2 separate regions of the Rattus norvegicus genome follow, and region 2 is linked to region 1. The links are chromatin contacts, called in public Hi-C maps. All regions are on one chromosome and are shown on one strand. The core of a region is the stretch at or near the end of the contact, and the rest is flanking DNA. Distances in the headings are between cores, read along the strand shown. Region 1 holds the start of Gpx8 (glutathione peroxidase 8). Region 2 has its middle 20 kb from the start of Cspg4b.

Region 1 (5,482 bases), core at 2,957-5,456:
AAAGTTGACCTGTAAGAAATCAAGTGAAATGTGCGTATACTCATGTCCTTTGTCCAATACGTGGCAGTTTTTTCTTAAAATTAAAGGCAAACCTCAGTGCTAATATCCTACTTATGTAAGTTAAATTAAGAATCACCGGAGGGGCTGAACATGATGTTTTCAAATCATTTAGAAGGGGCAATCTAGCCAGATTCAGTAAAACACTAAAACCTATGTTAAAGAAACAACAACAGGGGCTGGGGATTTAGCTCAGTGGTAGAGCGCTTCACTAGGAAGCGCAAGGCCCTGGGTTCGGTCCCCAGCTCAAAAAAAAAGAACCAAAAAAAAAAAAAAAAAAGAAACAACAACAACAAAACCAAAAACCCCCCCAAAAACCCAACAAACAAACAAACAAACAAAACCTGTACATGAAGCAAAATATATCCAATGACTGGAAAGCCTGCACTTTGCCAATCATGGTGGCACGCACCATTAATCCCAACACACAGGAGGCAGAGGCTGGTGGATCTCTGAATTAAGGCCAGCCTGGACTACAGAGTGAATTCCAGAATAGCCAGGGCTACTCAGAGAAATCCTGTCTCAAAAAACTGAAAAGAAAGAAAAAAAATGCACTTTATATTTTGCAACATTCATTGTATATTTTATTACATCTAGAGTTGGTCACTCCAAAATTGCCACCCTCACAGTGTTCGTTGGCCCACATGGTGACCTTGGGCATTGGATTTCCCACAAGGTTAACCCTAGAGAAAATTAAGTTGGACTGTAACAGTAAAGGGTATTGGTGACAGAGCATCCTGGATTTCCCTTCTGGTCAGTAGAAGTAATATACTTCATCATGATTCTTTGGCTAAGACCTCAACCCCTTCTTCCCTCCTTTGTAACATTCCTATCTTGGGGACAGCCACTGCAACTTAGTAGTAAGATGGCCTTAAACATCTTTTCGCACTGTATGTTTTGGAATCTAAGAGGAGGCCCTCTGTCCTTTTGTACTGGCCTGACTCCACGGTGCTTTCATAGATCCTCTTTCTTTTTAAGAATGATTTGCCCAATCATTTGTGACACATGAGGTCTGATGGCTTCAAGGGGTTCTTCTGGCCTCCAGAACTTCACGACTTGTCCCTCAGGGTTGACCAGATACTTCCAAAAGTTCCACCTTGGTTCCTTCTTGGAAGAATCTAAAACATTCAGAATATATTTTCATGAGTATGATTTTATTCTTTGTTGATATTTTCAGTTTTATTAGCGTATGCATAAGTGACAATATTATAACCAGGTACTAGGATTGTCCTAATATTATTAATAATACGAAAAACAAAACAACCATTCAGGGAAGAGCTCAGGACTTCGATAACCAGACTTCACAGGTAGCTGTCCTGATCTAGAGTTGAGACATGAAACAAAGTTGCATATTTTAGAGTTTTTGATCTAAATGCATTTTCTCTTGTTGTTTGCTATGTAGCCCAAGCTGGCCTTGAACTTGTGACTCTTCTGATTCAGCCTCTTGGATGCTGGGACTAACAGGTGTGTGCCACCAGGCCTAGCAAGACCGAACAAGTTTAATCTTTAGTTCTTAACATTCATGCAGCCCAGGCTGGCCTCAAATTCACTACATAGCTCAGGCTAGCTCTGAACTCTCTATGTAGCCAAAGCTAGCGTTGAACTCTTAATCTTCCAAGGCTCCACCTTCCTAGTACTGGGACTGTAGTGTTTGCCACCACTTCAGTCTGTTTCCAACATTTTAAAAAGATAAAATATTCTAAAGTCCTTGGAAAAAGGAACATATGACTTAATCTTTCATATTTAATGTACTAATGTTCCAAATATTGCTCAGAACAATATAGCTGAAAAAGGCAGGGGACTTGGGATAGTCACTGAGAAATTACAACATTCTTTTGATAAATCTTAATGTGAATTTCCTAATTTATATAATTTGGGATCTATGTCCCTAATATTGATGAATATGAGGAAAAGAGATAGGAACTGGGGGGTTGGAGAGAGAGTTCTGTGGTTAAGAGTGAATTCTGCTCTTGCAGAGGACCTGGGCTCCATCCCCGGCATCCATGTGGTGGCCCACGACCACCTGTGACTCCAGCTTCAGGTGACTGGGAACCATGCACGCATGTTCAAATACATACATGCTGGCAAAACACTCATATACATAAAAATAAAAATGTCTTTTAAAAAAGATAACAGCACCTAAAGCTACAATCAAGTCCCGATTCTGTGCCTGGCCAAATGTGCTCAACGTTCAAACGGACTCAGTGGACTCAGTCTTTCTCGCAACCCCCAGAGGTGGGTATTGCTATCTTCAATATCCTGCAAATGAGACAGGGGAGGCCTAAAGTGGATGCTGCGTAGCCAGTCAGTGGTCGAGGCAGAGCTGATACCCTCTTCCAGAATCTGTAGACGTTACCTCTGGGCTCTTCCTCGCCTGTCTCAGTTCAGTGAGACTTCACACTGTTGCATTTTTGGTTGTGTGAAGGGAGTTGGGTTCCACAGCCTCCCCCCCCCCACCCCCGTAAGAGCTTAGAGCTGTAGCATTTGCAGCGTTCTGGTTAGATTGTACTTGGGTGCTTTGCTCAAGGCAGGGCTCCTTTCTGCCTTTTACCCCACAAATAAAAGCCACAGGTTTCCTGCTCATTGCCTTACAGGTGCTTTATTGTGCTTTAAATAGACGGCTGTGGCCAGCTTAATTACAGAGGAACCCTCACGTGACTGGGCTTTGAAAATAAGTTATTCTGCTTTGAATTTCAGCAAAACCCTGGCAAACTGACAGGTCAATCTTGAGGATAATTTTTCTGATAAAAAAGGCCACCGTAAACTAAACATAAAGACATATTCAGTTAATGATGTCCAGCCACAGGTATTCCTGAAATGTGCAGCCTTAGTAAGAGGCAGGGGTATTGCCCCAAAGGCTGGTGAGATGATGGGAAAGTTGAAATACTTAGGGAAAGCAGGTGACCCCACACGTCACATAAAGCCTTCACCACGATGGCCGCAGAAATAAAAACATACCAAAGTAAAATTCTTTACCATCTAAGAAGTCAGAACATCAATTTTAGGGGCATACAACTTCTTCTAGAAGTTACAAAGGGTGAAGTTCTGGATCTTCGACAGTTTTATGAAAATTTCCCAGTAAAAATATGAGTTATGGTCCTAATAATCTTTTTTTTCTTTATATCACTTATATTTAATGTATGAAAGGAGAAGGAATGAACAACATTGAGGCAGAGTAGATATTTACCAACAAGAAATCTAAACGCAGGTTCTGCTTCCGGCCCTAAAATCTTAATCTTGTGGAAGATGGGGAATGTGACTCCGTAGTTTTTTCTTGCAAAAGATTCTACCTCCTTGCTGGACTTGGGCTCCGATTCTCCAAACTGATTGCACGGGAAAGCCAGGACGTTGAAGTGATAGGGCCCAAACTCCTTGTGCAGCTCCCTGAGGGTCTCGTAACTCTTGTCTGTGAACCGGCAGTCACTAGCCACGTTTACAACTAGGGAAGCCTCCCGGAAAAAGAAAAAACCCCACCGGAAAGAGAAGCAAAAGATTAAAAAAAATCCTCATGCAGTTAAAATCCTAAATCATTTTGGGAGACTATGGCGTCTGATTCCGTATTTTTAGACAGATCCAACTTTATTGAAAACCATAATTCAAATGAATGGGCGACGACTGTGACAAAGTTTTAGTTAGATTACATAAAGAACACTCCTAGTAACGGGTCTCACATAGTCACACAGCATCTTCTAGATAAAACATCATCAGTTCCGCACGAAAGAGAAGGCAGCTTTCGAGAAAAACAGTCGCGTTATGGATCGGAAATTTAAGGCACTTAAAACTCTGATAACTAAAAGCACATCTAACAATATTACTTTGAAGACTTCAAATTACGGCTGTAACGAACCCTATTCTATGGTGAGAATAAGTATCAGGGCCGAGGAACAACAGAAATAAAAACCCAAAGACTTACTTTGCCTTTGAACTTTTCCAGAGACACCATCCTTCCTTTGGCATCCTTCACTTCAAAGGAGTAGAAGCTGTTGATTCTCGGCTTCAGGAATTTTAACTGAAGGAGAAAAAGCATCACGGTGCACAGAACCATAGATAGCAAAACTGCAAATATCTTTGCTTTGGGCCCGGAACATTTTAGTGGGTAGGCACCGAGAGGCTCCATTTTGGATGATTCTGGGAGTCTCAGCAGGCTGGAATTCAAGGAGGAGCTGAAACTTGAAACCCGCGGAGCTTAAGGAGGACCGGAAGGGTTTAAAGACCCCTTGAACGCTGAATAGCTGGAGGACTCTTCCCAGAAGAATCAAACAAAGTCAGAAACTCAAAAAACCTCAACGTATTTGTTAGAGTGGCTGCACTTAACTTTGTTTTTTTGTTTTTTTTTGTTTTGGATAGAAGAATTCGCCTGGTTTTAGCAGATCCTTAAGACACCCCCTCCCCTTCTATGAAAACGTTTCACCAGAAGGTGGCGCTCTTGTAACTTGGAAATGAGTGGTTACGCTCTGAGCAGTGGATTGGGTGTGGAGGACCGAATAGCACCCAGGAATAGCTTAGAGTGTAGATTAATGTGGTCTGTTAATATGACATGTGACCACAAGAAACTTACAAGTTTTATCTGTTTATTGATCGTACTATATGAATATAAAGAATTTATAATAGAACAACGAAGTTTGGAAAAGGCATCCTATTTATTCAGACTTCATCTAGTGAATGCAACCAGATACCAGAAGAATATAGCAAAATAGAAAGACATAAAGGCATAACACCCCTTCTCTATCAGAAACCGTAGCAGCTTTTGTTTTCTTCTGTTTTGTCTTCGTCACTGGTGAGATATTTTACAATGTAACCAAACGTACATGTGCGCTGCTCAGACATACAGATACACACACACACACACACACACACACACACACACACACCCCACTGAGAAATTTGACCTACTCTGTAATCCTGTCTATTGCACTTCTGTGGCAACATGGTTCTGACCTATGAAAATGACTTGTTAATAGATTCCAAACTGTAGATGAAAAAATCCTGGGCTCAATATTAAAGCAGAACCTTTGCAGCAGAATTCAAATATTTAATTAGCAGAGTTCAAGCACAAACGCCAAACAAAGCCTGCAAGCCCACGTCTATGCGGACACACTCAGTAGCTGCTGTATCTTTCATCTCTTTTCTCTTTGGCTCTAGCTTGGTACACGGGGCCTTTGGTCTGAAGATCACAGTTATTGGGGATGGAAACCGGAGGCAGCTGAGGGCTGCACATTCCCAGTCTCCTCAGGATCTGCCCTGTTTACCACACAGGGGATTCTAGACCAAGATGCCATCGACTTGGTGGCACTGCACATTGCCAGGAAGTCAAGAGTGAACTGAGACGCTGGCTTTCTGATGCTCCTGATGCTCCAGAGGGCCTGTCCCCAGCTTCTGTGGTGTGCGGGGCTGGGTGTAGATGAGCAAAAGTAGTTTAGGCTTG
Region 2 (5,482 bases), core at 1,494-3,993, 240 kb after region 1:
ACTCGGTGCTGGAAGCTGTGGATGTGAGGACCCCGGAGACAGAAGGAAAACGCGGAGAGCATGTTTCAAGAAGGGATCCTCGTCGTCCCCTGGTCCGATTGGCCTTTCTGAACCTTACAGAATTCAGTTAGGACACTGGAAAAATGGTACTGTGCATAATCTGACTAGGTCGCCCTCGGAATCTCATCGTGACAAAGTTGTTTCTTTTATCGGCCCCGTGATTCATCGGTCCGTATTAGCTCGGCTGGTGTCTTGCTATTTTGGTGCATCCGTGTGGGCAGAGCACAGGTTTTTCCACACAAGGAGCTGGGCCCAGGCACAACGGCAAAGTTGGGCTGTACTCCATGTCATACTTATTTTTTCCTCACCCAGTTTTTATGGTAAACCTTCAGGATGACTTGGGCCCTTTAAATGTTTTTTTTTTTTTCTATCTTGAGTGTTTCTTGTTGCTGTTGTTTGTTTTTGTTTTGTCAGCACGATTGTATTTCACTTAATGCCCGTTTTAAAATTCTATCCAGGGACTCGAGAGGTGACCCAGTGCTTAGATCACTGGCAGCTCTTTCAGAGGCCCCAGGTTCTATTCCTAGCATCCACGCGGTGACTCGGGTCTGCACCTCCAGTCCCGGGAGATCTGATACTCTCTTCTGGCCTCAGTGGGCATTACATGAATGTGGTGCCCAAATAAAGACACTGGGGAAATACTCAAAATTCGTTCATCTTCTAATCTTCTACTGAAAAAAAAAAGCAAAAAACAAAAAACAAAAAAAAACAAAGCACAAATGCCCAAGTTTGGAAATGGAGGGGTTTTACTCTCATGCACCCCCATTTCAACCTTATACGAGGCTTCCCAACTGTCTGGCTTTCTTATTACCCACGACCTATTAGGCAGGTTCTTTTCTCAGGCTCATGTTGAAACCTTGAAGAGTTTTATACAGAGGATTCACATTTCCATCTTCTTCTGAACCACTGAGGGTTTGAGCAACATTGGATCAAATACCCTCATGATCCGATTGACCTGAGTGGCAACCACCACTTTCAGGCCGTCCCGAGAACGTCAGGGTGTCGGTCGGGGCTGATGCAGTTATTCGGATACCAGACGGTATCTATCTGAATAGACATCATCCAAAATATCCCATCATTTGCTGATCGTGAAAAAGAATCGAGTAGAAACTTCAGTGACAAAGAAGATGGATTAGAACCATCCCAGGCAAGCAAGTCACTGGATAAAGCGAGATAGCAATAATCCCAGAGGAGGTGAGAATCTGGCTTCCAAGCATCCTCACAGCATGCTCTTTGAAACTCCCAAATGTCAACCAAAGGCAGCCTATCCTTGTCCCCAATTGCCTAGACTTTAGCTTTATTTTGCGAAGACTTTAAATAAGCGATTATCAATATTTCCAAAAGAACTAAAAGGAATAAAGTCTAAGAAATTATAAATGTATGAGAAGAACCTCTCACTAAGGACTGGAGAGATGGCTCAGTGGTTAAGAGCACTGACTGCTCTTCCAGAGGTCCTGAGTTCAAATCCCAGCAACCACATGGTGGCTCACAACCATCTGTAATGGGATCCGATGCCCTCTTCTGGTGTGTCTGAAGAGACCTACAGTGTACATATATAAATAAACCTTTTTTTAAAAGAATCTCTCACTAAATAGTGAATATCAATAATGAAGCAGAAATGGTGGGAGACTGAAATGTAAATGCTCAAGTCCAGAAACCCAATGACAAACCTGAGAGGCACTAGAAAGGGCTCAGCAGACCTGTGGAGCATAATCAGTTAACTGGAAGAGCAGCTTCTGTAGATGTTGAAGTCCTATAAAATTAAAAGGGAGCCCAAAAGCTATGTCACCAGTTTATATGGGGGTAGGGAAGTTGGTTTTGAGGAAAATTCTGCACCCGGTAGGCATTTTGATCATCTAAAAATAATCACATCTGTCAGGAAGAGAAAAGGGACAGTTTCGTGTTTGGCTCTCGGAAGGAGAAATGTCACCATTGTGTAAACTGGAGCAGACAGATAGCTGCAAGTCCTACACGCTTTAACTTTCAGGGTTTTTATCCTAGATTTCAGTTTTCATTGCTTTCATAGCCCCAATGTTCATAAATGTGAAAATATTTCTCTGAGTCCCACAGCCTGATTGGCTTTTATTGGAGTTCTGACCACACCAGGCTGCCTCAGAATGTACAAATAATTGGACAGCTTTGAATCCTGCTTTGCCCAGGCAGATTCCAGTTTACATCTGGTACAGCTCAACCAGGCTTTCTTATTGTTCATAGTATTTCCTTTCACTCTCGAAGGTATCTTGTGAGATGCTTGGTCATGTCCAATGCCCTAATGGCTATGGTTGACAGTGTCTAAGGCCAAAGGAATGAAGAAAGGAAGGCACCGGAGCCTGGACGTGAGTGCATGACCTGTCAGAGTGAGTCATAGTTCCATAAGAGAGTCATTTGCACAATCGATATTTCAAGCATTATGAGATAGTTGTGCCATTTTGTATCTAATAAGTCCCGTGGTGGAGAAAACCTAAACCCCAGGAAATTTTAGGAGGAGGTAGATAAGCTTCAGACAAAGAGAATAAATAGCAAGGAAAATAGTACAGAATAGCAAAGAAATGAATCAGCACTGAATCACAGGCGAAAATAAAATAAAATGTTGCCCTTGGTCCATTTCAAGGATATGAACCAGAGGGGAAAAACGAAAGGCATGGCCCTGAAGCGTTTGGCAGTTGGGAAAGCCCAGAGGACAGTACTTGTATTTTTCCCCAGGAAATGCCTTGATGTGTGAGGTGGTGTCGGATTCTTTGTAGTGTGTGAGCTCAGCCCTGCTGCTGAGATTAGAAGCAGGGGCAGAACTCCGGGTCCTCCTCGGCGTGGGATGCTTAGACAGTCCAGAGGCCCTCCTACCCACGGCCTTCCTTCCAGAACCTAGAAAAGGCTTACTGGTGGGGACCACATCTCTGAGAGGCTTTGACTAACGTCGTTTGCCTCTTAGCACCTCAATAGTTAACATAGGTTTGTACTTTGTGTTCATAAAATTTAGTTGTTTATATATAACACCAAAGTCATCTTTTTTCCCAATGTTTTTAGACCTTGTTCTGTAGTTGAGGCTTGCCTTGAATAATTTCTGGTTCTCCTACCTTATTTTCCCAAGCGTTGGGGTTACAGGCACGGCCCAGCAACCATAATATTTTAAAGTGTAGAAACCGACTCATTCAATCTTTCAAAATGGAGTTAATGTACTAAGGACATTTTTGAGCATTGTTTCTAAGGAATCAGGATGATGCATCCAGGGTTTTTGTTTAGTGTCTGTCCCCCCACTTGTCAAAACTGGAGGCAGGAAGAACATCGAAGACAATTCAGAAAGAAATAAAACATTCACCCTCCACCTGCCACTCCCTCGTTCTTGGTGGGAGACCCAACACCCTTAGATACTCATATTGAAAAAAAAGTAAGATGATAGAGAAGTCTGAGCCTCAATTTGTAATGACCTATCTGTACCTCTTTTTTATTTTATTAAGCCATGGATTTATTTATTTATTTATTTATCTATTTATTTATGCTCTGTCCACATGTACATCTGCATACCAGAAGAGGGCATCAGATCCCATTACAGAGGGTTGTGAGCCACCATGTGGTTGCTGGGAATTGAACTCAGGACCTCTGGGAGAGCAGTCAGTGCTCTTAACCTCTGAGCCATCTCTCCAGTCCCCTAAATCATTGGTCTTAAAGAACTCTAAAGATGTCAGGTGACACCCCACAGCAGAAAGCTATCCAACCCCTTCTGTCTTGGTGGAAAACACAGGTCATGGAGTCACTTGGAGGCAAGTTGGTCACAGTGGGGACAATCTTGATAGAGATAAGAAAAAAACAAGGTCCCAAAGCCTTCTCTAGGGACATATTCCTAATAACTTACCCCGGAAAAGTTCACCGCCTCCTAATAACATTATTGTTTAGAGATGAATCTTTTCTATGTGGGTCTTAGGGGAGTATGCAAGATCCAAACTACAACAAGAACTTGATAAAGAAAGTAGAAAAACGAATGACGTCTGAGGTCTTGCCTGTTGACTTAAAGGTGAGGGAAGGGGCGTGTGGACTTGTAGATGATGTCTTTCACAGGGGTCACATGTCAGACATCCTGCATATCAGATGTTTACACTGTAGCTCATAACAGTAGCAAAATCTTAGTAAGGAAGCAGCAATGGACGTAATTTTGTGGTTGGGGTCACCACAACATGAGAAATTGCGTTAAAGGGGTCACAGCACTAGGAAGGTTGAGAACTACCGTCTTAGATCACGTGACAATGTAGACTATGGTACATTCATGATATGATGTCATGGAATTTCCAAATATGGTAGCAATCACTTCCTTCCCTCCATGTGTGCACATCAAGAGAGGTGTCTCTTTTCTTTCCTCCTTGAACCTGGGATGCCACTGTTACATGGTTTGAAAAATAGAATCAGGAAAAATGATACTTAGCCAATTCTAGGTCTAGCCCTAAGGAGGTTTTCTCCTGTGTAGATACACGGATGGATGGGTTCCCGCTGCTCTGGGTGTCCACTTTACTGCCTGACTGCAGAACCGCTCAGCCGCTTTACACACTGGAATCTCGCTGCCCCTACTTGGCTGAACCAGGAGTCGGACGGCTGTGTTGGGAGTGCCACACTCAGAACACGTCTCTTTTTCAATGAGTAAGCTTTCCAGGCACTCAGTGGTGGGCTGGTGTATTGTAGAATAATCTTGTGGGTTGGACAGAGGACAAAGGATTACATCTGAGATTCAAGACACAGTAATGGCCACCTTACTGTACTGTCAAATTTCCAGGCAGGTAACCAGAGCATCTTCAGGGAAAGCCAGGTGAAACGGAGTAGTTACTACGTCATTACGCTGTGCTAGCTCTGTTCGCTGTCCAGCTCTTGGCCGTGACTGAAAAAGTGCTGGAAGTTTGCTGAGCTTTGATGCAGCCAGCGTGTAGTTTAGTAAGCAATTAACATGTTCCAACGAACAAAGCAACATCCTGGTTACAGCTCATGTTTGGAGACTAGTGTGAGTCCTCACTTTTTTTTAAAAAAAACACGAAGTCTGTGTGGACTCTAGCACCTAAGTGATTAAAAGAGAATGGTACCAACCGCAGCTCCAACAAACGAAGCTGAGAGACAGATGATCAGCAACTCCCACTCCAAGACTGAAAGGAAACTCGGTAATTAGTTTAATTCCTGGGATCTAATTGCCCCCCCCCAATAATTAATGTAGATTTCTCCTTCTACTTAGCTGGGGCTCTTGGTGAGGCTGTTTGGTGACTTACCATAGAATGGATGGGCAGCTAGCAGATGAACTTGCTGTCCCTTAGCTGTGTGGCTCTTGGTTAGGTATTCACCCTGCCTGGCTGTGTTCAACATTGATTCATGGCTCAAGGCTTTCTTTTCTCCTTCCTCTCTGGTTGTTGTTGTTGTTGTTGTTATTGTTGTTATTGTTGTTGTTGTTGTT

The links. A called contact is a pair of places that touch in the nucleus more often than the background predicts.
Region 2: a contact with region 1 is called in a Hi-C map of the A7r5 cell line, with 5 times the contacts expected there. The contact joins the enhancer-like site here to the promoter of Gpx8 in region 1. A contact is called at or near these places in 10 of 12 Hi-C or Micro-C datasets (the A7r5 cell line, the Rat2 cell line, Schwann cells and 6 more).

What each region holds. Positions count from the first base shown.
Region 1 is chr2:46,409,034-46,414,515 of GRCr8, forward strand. Gpx8 (glutathione peroxidase 8) reads right to left here and starts at 4,207. Exons shown (of 3, transcript NM_001106411.1): 1 at 3,971-4,207; 2 at 3,245-3,506; 3 at 613-1,175. The coding sequence starts at 4,174. The coding sequence ends at 1,012.
Region 2 is chr2:46,650,553-46,656,034 of GRCr8, forward strand. No RefSeq gene overlaps it. Among named protein-coding and RNA genes, the nearest start is that of Cspg4b, 20 kb to the right of the region's middle. Within about 2 kb of position 2,744, at least 11 of the 93 cell types and tissues checked have an H3K27ac peak or open chromatin away from gene starts, as enhancers often do. A contact at or near this core is called in the A7r5 cell line, where this site is marked.